2 separate regions of the Mus musculus genome follow, and region 1 is linked to region 2. Evidence: chromatin contacts called from public Hi-C data. All regions are on one chromosome and are shown on one strand. Each heading gives the region's core, a stretch centred on a gene start, on an enhancer-like site or on the middle of the called end of the contact. The rest is flanking DNA. Distances are from core to core; before and after follow the strand shown. Region 1 overlaps Gm13219 (predicted gene 13219). Region 2 has its middle 270 kb from the start of Gm30957.

Region 1 (4,282 bases), core at 1,160-3,659, 790 kb before region 2:
TTCTTTAGTTGACAACAGCCTTAAAACACTAGGCAATGGAAAGAACACAGTTGATGAAGACAGAAATCAAACATGTCCAAATAAGCTAGATGATCTGAAATTAATTCATTTTTCTGTTCCTTGAGACTTTATGTTGACAAAATGTGGGATATATAGTGCAAAGGAAAAGCAAGAAAATTCATATCCCATTTTTTCCATCAAAGGATAATATCAGTTAGACATTTCATTGATTGTTTTTTACTCCTTAGCTTCCTTTATTATTTAAATACCATATTTCATAAACATATCAGTTTTTACTGAAAGGTAGTTAGTCATCATCAGATTAATAACATTGGATATGATCAAACTCATAGCCTTTTGAACATATTATAGAAAACAAAATTACTCTCCCGATATTAATCTCATAGGACCACAGATACCCAGAAACTTTTCAGCTTCAAGTACCATATTAGGGTATTAACTAAAAGCTCTCTGTAGGACATAAATTGCAACAATATTAGTTTAGTTATTGCAGTAAGAATTAATGTATTGACTGATCAGTCATCAAAACTGTGTGAGACAGGTCCCTTCTGTTTTAGCTGAACAGCTGAGTTCAAATAGATTAGGAAACTTCTCTATCGTGCCTGTATGTGTGTGTTCACATGTATGCGATTACGTGTGTATGTGCTGACACACGGGTGTCAGTAGAAAGTTCCAAGATTGATGTCAGTCAGGTGTCTTCCTCAGTTACTCATTCATTATGCACTGAGACAAGGTCTCTTGCTGACTCTGGAGCTAGTCTGCCTGGCTTGCTTGTTCCCAGGATCCCCATTGCTGCTCCTCAGTGTTAGGATCATCCCTTCACCCCTGCTTTTTATGTGAGTTCTGGGAATCTGAACTCTGGTCCTCACAGTTCCACAGGTGGCAAGTGCTTTTCTTTCGGAGCTTTCTCCCCAGCCTGAAGAAACTTCAGCTGGAGTTAGCTCAGTCTGGAAAGTCCTTACTGTACAAGTATGAGGACCAGAGCTTGCACTCCAGAACTCATGTTAAAAAAGAAACCGAGCCAGACATGTTGATGTCTTTGTCATCCTGTTGTTGGGGAGACAGAAACAGGAGTGTCCATGATGTTCAGTGGCCAGCTAGCCTCGTTGAATTTGCATACTCCACTTAAATTGAAGCTTTTGTCTAAAAAGAAAACAAAAACAAAAAGTCATGATGCAACGACACAGGAGTTTGATCTTGGAGGTAGTCTCTTCTCCCCTCTCCCATCCTGCATCCCCATTCCAGAGTGCCTCCTGTGTACCTGCACACACACACACACACACACACACACACACACACAGACACACACACACAAACACACACAGAGACACAGACATACATACACACACACACAGAGACATACACACAGAGACATACACACACACAGACATACACACACAGACATACACACACACACACACACAGACACACACACACACACAGACACACACAGACACACACACACACATAAAATAAAAGAAAAAGTAGGGGGAAAAGAATAAAAACAAGAGAAAATAGAGAACAAACAAAAACAAACAAGCACAAACTTCTTCAAAGGCACACAGTAAGTGATTAGCAGATTTCAGTCATGAAACCCTAAAGCCAACCCTAAAGCCCTTAATAACTACGGTCAGCTACTCTTTGGATTGTTTCAAATTCTGTACTCTTAGGGAATATCCCAAATAAGCCTTTCTGTTTTGGAGTGGAGGGGAGCCCTGATGTACAGCATTTAAGTATCACCCAAATATATGCTTATGATGAGAGGAGATCTTTATATTCACCCAAATATATGCTTATGATGAGAGGAGATCTTTATATTCAACCAAATATATGCTTATGATGAGAGGAGATCTTTATATTCCGTCCGTTCTATTTCATAAAAAGAGAAATAAATGTCTATAGACAAACTTCAATCCATATGTTGTGCTCTAACAAAATAAACCAACATCCTCTTATCCTGTTCAGTTCTCATCCATCCAGTGCCGGGACAGTCTCTACCTTTAACTGTAATTCTCAAAGCACTTTGACCTTTTCCCTCAAAAAATGTTAGCACAGGAAGGTCATCAAGTGCAGAGATTCAGGACCCTGAGCCCGGTCTTCAAGAAGGAAGTCGCTCTTTAGTTAGTTTTGCTACTATAGACTCTTTCAGGCTTCGGAGAAAACAGGAAAAGAGAAAGAAAAGCAAATTTCTCAAGGGTTTCCCCCAACAATTTATTTAGAATATTTTGCCCCTCAGGGACTGGTTTCTATTCCAACATCTTTCCACTTCGCCACAGTTTCATTTTTTACTTAATCCTTATATAAACAGGCGTTCCAAGTCCTATACATCTCAGAGCAGGTAATTATGTCTGACTCATCCCACTCACACTTAGTGAGCATCATTCTGGCCAATGAAAATACTGATAAACAATCCAGCTCCATTCCTAAGGGACAGCTGCATCTAGTGGAAGAGGGTAGCAAGGGCAGAATTACACAGCGGCAGCAGCAGCAGCAGCACCATCACATGCTTCCCACCCACTGAATTAAGCACAGTGCAGAGAGATCCCGGAAGATGCACTCTCAGACATGGGAGACACCAGAGGCTGCTTTCTGTGGGTGGAAAGAAATCCGCCACACACATTTTGCTCAGCACGTGACTTCTCCTTCTATAGAAAGCTTCTCTCCTGAGCTCTGTAACCTCAAGGACAATAGCATCCATGCAAAGAGAAATGCAGAGGGGATTGAGACCCATGCTCCAGAAAAAGCAATTCGGTTTCTTTTGAAAAACGATGAAAAGAAATGCATCCCTAAACTCAGCAGAACACATTTCATAAATAGGAACAGCCATCTTCAACCCTGGGTGATTCAGTATCAAAAAGAAACACAACTCCTACAAACATCTGACACCACGAGGAGGGAGAAGTTTGCCCCAGCTGGTATATCTTGACAGGTTCAAGTTGAGCCCCCACCCCCAAACCCAACACAAAACTGAAAACACAGACACACCGCCCTCAGAGGTGTGATCTGGTGCACTTCCCCCTAGGCAATGGGCCACACTATAATTTCACACTGCTAGGAATGCATCCATCTCTAGTGGAGACTGTTAGCTGCAGAAACCCAGTGGAAACTGCCATTCTGGAAACTTTCTCATCGCAGGAGAAGCAGTCCAGAGGGCTTCCGTGTAACGCCAGTGAACTGTAAAATTAGTTCCAAATGATGAATGCATTCTGTTACCCCCTATAAATGTTCAAGCCACAGAGTGTTCAAGTTGTGTCCTCCATGATATTATGTATGCTTAGCAGGTTTCAACTGTCTTTTACTGAGCTTGAATGTCCAGTCAAGCGAGAGAGCACTGTCTTTAATTTTTCAATCTTTACCTACTGTATTTGGGGGTATGTTTTGCATTGCCAGGGCTCAATTATTCCTCAGCATCACTCTCTCTTGATTCCTGCTTGCCTGAACATCATTGGAATGGGAAGCGTTGGAAGTTTACAAGTGTCACAGGATTTGGGTCAGCAGAACTGGTCACACGAGGAGGATCCAGGAGAAATGGGTGTCGACTATGGTTGGCTTCCCTGGGTGTTCTTGACTCTATCCCAGACGTGCAATGCACTTGGCAGTTTACGTGCTAGGGTTAGTCATCCAACTCTTACTCTGGCCTACTTAAAGTCTTCTTCTCAACTTTAAGACAGGACACTTTATAACTCCTTTTGGATAAGCTTTGGGTTGGCAGATAAGGATTGGTAAGATTTGGGGAAGTTGAGTGGGCAAGAGGGGTGATTTAAGATGTAATGGGGGAAAGGGCAGAAGCGATTATGGAACCAGCTGGAGATGTGAATTGGAAAATAAGCTCGAAAAGTAACTTAAAATGATGGATGATGTGCCTTGAGAAAATGGTTTAGTGTAGATGTGGAAAACAAGCAGGCATGGCGAGGAGGTCATAACTAGGAAAGTGACAAGGTAAGAGAGAAGAAGCTCAAGTAAAGTTAGTGCCTGGGGTTGTGTGAAGTTCAGTGCTTAAGCACTTGGTTGGTATGCAGAAGGCCCAGGATTCAAAACCCAGTACTGTGAAATCAACCAACTAAACAATCACCCATCCACCACTACTACCAACAAAGACATAGTCTGACAAGCTTTGTCTACTGGTGATATGTAAACGCTTCAGATATAGGTCAGTGAGGGAGACTAGCAGGGGGATATTCACTAGCACTTCTTTGGAAAGGAAAGGGCCTCATCACAGTGCACTCTGTGGAGATGGAGAGAAAGGAGCCGAGGACATGGG
Region 2 (4,435 bases), core at 247-2,746:
CATGTTGACCCAAGACATTCTGGTTGCCCATCAGGTGCAGCAGTGAACACTAAGCCTGGAATGCAGAAACTTGTTAGAAGACAATGCGGGGCCCAGAAAGCAATGGTGCATGTCCAATGCAGGCTCCAGGGCCCTGTGCCCACTCTCTATCTGGTTGACTGAGTTGTGCCTAGGAATTGGTTACTCCTGGATTTTCACACAGTTGCTCCTCCTACATTTCCTCTTCTTTCGCACAAAGTTGGTAACACCATCTTTTCTGAAATGAAGCTGCTCTAGGATGTACTTCAAAGTCTAGCTTCTGGGACAATGACATAGCTGTTCCTAAAACTTTAACATGAATCTACCAACCTGGCCATCATTAGCATGAATAAAGCACTGTTTCTGTCCTCGTGAGCATCCATGTGGGACATGTTAATATTACTTTTATTCAATAACTGAGGACGGAGGCCAACATTGGATACATAGTTTTTATCAGAGTCACTCAGTTAATACATGGTAGAATAAGAGTTTGAACCTGAGTTCTTTTATACTTAGTTCTATATGTCTACCAGATGTCTAGCATCCATCCAAAGCAAATTAATGGGTGCAGTGTCAGTGAACCTAAAGTCTTGGGAACATCAGAAAGAATCTGAAAACAATAAGAAAACATTGGTTAGCTTTATGGTGCTATTGACATCAACAATGGGACCACAAATTTCACAGGTACGGAGCATGGGATGCTCAGGGTCACCGTGTTACGTTAGCACGTCTTTAATGTGGAAATTGTAAACTAATAGAGAACTCAACAGGAAGAAAGTAGGAAGGTATGTGGATGTATCAAAGAACAAAATAAAATCTGTGTTCTTTTTAATTTGTATATTCATTGAAAATATAATTAGTCTTAGATAGAATTAACAGTCCTACACAAGATAATAGAATGTAAAATTGACTTACATATCCAAACTCCAAAGCCAGGCAGGGGTAAGACAAGACATGTGACAAAATTGATTCCTGTTTTAGAATGAAGACTGACCTCCAGTGGCCTCTGCGAGTACTGCAGTTCTGGAAAATCGAGATTGATCATTTGATTGTTATTCTTGCATTGTCAGTCCTCCAATTAATGTCGGAAAATGATTCCTAGAGTCTGTTCATTGTGGTGGGGGCCCTAGAGATCACAGGTTGAATCTAGCAACCATCGGATGGTGCTGATAGTTGTGATTTGAGTTTATGCAGTCAATTAAATGTAAGAACGGTTTTTCTAAGAGTAGCTCCAAGAGTATGCCAAATGCAGGCAACAGAGATAAAATTGTCACAGAAGCATTTTATTATACAAGTCCCTGAACTCAGTATTCTCATGCTTTCCCTTGTAGGGCACAGGAACATCACTAAATCTGGTAAGGTTATCTTTGGTAAGGTGTTATCTGTGGACTGCTGAGCCAGAAGGCATGGTACAATCTAGCACTGGTGTGGCTCATGAGGTTGAATGGTGATAAGATTCCCACAAATGAGGACACCAGTGGTGATAAAACTCTGCAGAAAGGGCCAAGTCTGCAGGACTTTAAGTCTCAGAGTGGTTCTCTGGATATCTACTGCTCTCTGACTCCTCAGGTCATGCCAAGATCTGAGGCAAAACACCGTAACATGGCCGGGACTTTCTGTCTTGCCATTTTATAAGATAAAGCAAACATCCTTTCCCATTCCCCCACAAGATGATGAAAACTTCTTTTATTCTCTTGCATATTCTCCTGCAACAGGATCTTTTCATAAAATTGTATGCTTCTAGCCTTTATTTTTATGTTAAACGCCAGTGGATAATGTGAGAAGACTTTGAGGTACTACTATCCAAACACATATGGATACACTCTTTGAGATCTGTTAATTTGAATACAATTTTATGTATCAGATCATCAAAAATGGTTTTGTTCTCAATGTACTTGAATCAACGTAAGTGCAGAAAAAGCCATAGAGGAAAGGTCAAGCTGATTATAATACAAATGGTGGCAGACAGTGACATCTTGTGGATGAACTGACCATGAATTTAATAGAAGCATGGATTGGGTGTACTGCACTAACTTTTCAGTTGGTTGTTTAACACTAAGAATATTGTGTGCATATGAAGATGACACGGTATGTGAGCGTTATTTGCCCGAAGATTGCAAAATTCTAACTCACAATGGGACTGTGGTTTACATTCATAAATGTGGGATTTTAGAGCTGCAAGTCATGTTAGCAAATTATTGTAACCTAATCACATGGCACAAGAGGAACCTGAGTTTGTTAAGAGCTTGCCTGGCTTCACAGTGACTTCTCATTGCCTCTGATAACTTTGGTCTGAGACGGGACTGTATCAGACTAAGAAAACGGCTTACATCAAAGTCTTCTGTAGCCTCCAGGTTTGGGAAACCTGTCCAATCCTCCTGCAGCATTCTCTGTCTTTCTCTTACACAGTGATGGCCTTTAACAAGTGGCTTTTGGTTTCTTACAGAACAGGTCTCCTAGGGCCATGCCTTTATTAAGTGTCCCAATGTTGTAACTGGATGGCGAATAGTGCTCAAACTGTGGGGGCCGTGGTTTTTTATTCAATTCATGTCAACACTAAGAGTAGGCACAGTACTCTTTCTGCAGCTATCCTATTGATTGGCCACAGCTTTGTTGAATTTTCCTCATAGTTCTTTGTCAGTCTTGGCTGTTTCTGTTTACTCCTTCCCCATTCTATTACATACTTTATAGACAAAGCAAACAAACAAACTAAAAACAATGGCAGAACCCCTACAGTCAGATTTAAACTGGCCATAGTGATTGGCCCAGATGCAGCAGCTTGTACACCTTGGGATATTTCGTGTATCTGTGGACACAAACCATCGTTGTGCTTTAAATTTGTGTGCTTAGCAGAAAGGGTTAAGATGGCAACAGCTGGCATTTAGCTGGCTCTGCTTCTGCCTCAGCCTGATGGTAAATGCAGGTGCCCTGATCTCTATGCTCAGCTGTAACCTATTCTTTATGAATCCTATGTGCTATTTAAGCTGCTATTGGTTCTTACCTTAGTCCTGGCCATAATGCAATGTGATATCCGTTCATTGAATACTGCTGCTGTCCACTTTTAATGCTGCTATTACGTGATCATAAATCCAGAATTATAGCTGGTTAATTCCAACACAGGACCTTCCGCTCTAAAACACGGGGATCAAGGCATCCCCTTCACCAATTCTTGCTCCCTCAGTCTGATTCATTTGCCCCTCAGATATCCCGTTGACTTGTAGCACTGAGCTCTTTGACCTCAGGATCTTCACTCAGGAAGCATGACTTTACAATACTCGGAGAAATGCAACGTGATTGGCTTTCATTGTCCTCTGTCACCATAGCAAAAGACATCTCTCCTTTCATTGATATTTCACTTCTGTAATCAATAAAATATAAGGTTTAAATATAAGTTTTTTTTGTTTTTTTTTTTTTGTTTTTTTTTTTTTTTTTTTGTCTTCTGAGGGATTCTGACAGACTCTAGTGATGAGATTGATCATTTAGGAAAGCCTTTGGTTCTGATTCGTTCTTAATGAAAGACATTTACATGGAGCATCTGCGCCCTCTACTGGTGGTACTTGTCGAATTTCTCTACTTTTCAACTGCACAGACAGGGGCAGGTGAGTACATAGTAGATAGGCTGATAATTTAAAGATAGTACGAGCAAAACCAATATCCTCTTTCACGGGGACAAATCAGGGGAGGTAGATGATTCCAGCACGTGTTGATGCGAAGTAGAAATGCTTGTACTGAATCGGCGTGGGAGATCAGTTGTATTGTGCCTGCCTAGCTTACAAAGAACCCTGGTTTTAATCCCCAGCACTGCATAAATCCCGGTATGGCAGCACATGGTTATAATTCCATCTCTTAGGAGAAAGAAGCAGGCTCATTATAAGAAGATCAAAGTCATCTTTGCCTTCATAGTGAGGTCAGTGGTGTCTTTGGTTACATGAGAAACTGAAGGAAGGAAGGAAAGAAGGAAGGAAGAGAGGAAAGGAGGAGGAGGAAGAAGAAGAAGAAGAAGAAGAAGAAGAAGAAGAAGAAGAAGAAGAAGAAGAAGAAGAAGAGATTGAGATCACAGAGCAAATTGATAAATGGATTTTACTTCCTTAGATCACATGTTACCAGATGGGATTTTGTTTGTTTGTTGTGTTTGTTAATTCTCACATCCTGACCAGAGTTTTCCTACCTCCTCTTCTTCCATCTGACCTCCCTTCTGCATCGACTCCTCCTCAGAAAAGAGAAGCCCTCCCATGGCTATCAATTAAACATAGCATATCAAGTTGCAGTAAGATAGGCACCTCCCCTCACTTTAAGACTAGACAAAGCAATCCAGTATAAGGAAAGGGGTTCCAAAGCTATCAAAAGAATCAGAGACAGCCCCTGCTGCCATTGTTACCAGTCTAGGCTCACAACCAAAAAACACACAAACGATGCA

Evidence for each region. A called contact is a pair of places that touch in the nucleus more often than the background predicts.
Region 1: a Hi-C map of the N1E-115 cell line shows a contact between it and region 2, with 15 times the contacts expected there. The contact joins two enhancer-like sites.

Annotation. Positions count from the first base shown.
Region 1 is chr2:9,463,263-9,467,544 of GRCm38.p6, reverse strand. It overlaps Gm13219 (predicted gene 13219), which reads right to left. Exons shown (of 3, transcript NR_168281.1): 3 at 231-1,164. Among named protein-coding and RNA genes, the nearest start is that of Gm13219, 110 kb to the right of the region's middle. Within about 2 kb of position 2,409, at least 25 of the 459 cell types and tissues checked have an H3K27ac peak or open chromatin away from gene starts, as enhancers often do. A contact at or near this core is called in the N1E-115 cell line, where this site is marked.
Region 2 is chr2:8,673,327-8,677,761 of GRCm38.p6, reverse strand. No RefSeq gene overlaps it. Among named protein-coding and RNA genes, the nearest start is that of Gm30957, 270 kb to the left of the region's middle. Within about 2 kb of position 1,496, at least 1 of the 459 cell types and tissues checked has an H3K27ac peak or open chromatin away from gene starts, as enhancers often do. A contact at or near this core is called in the N1E-115 cell line, where this site is marked.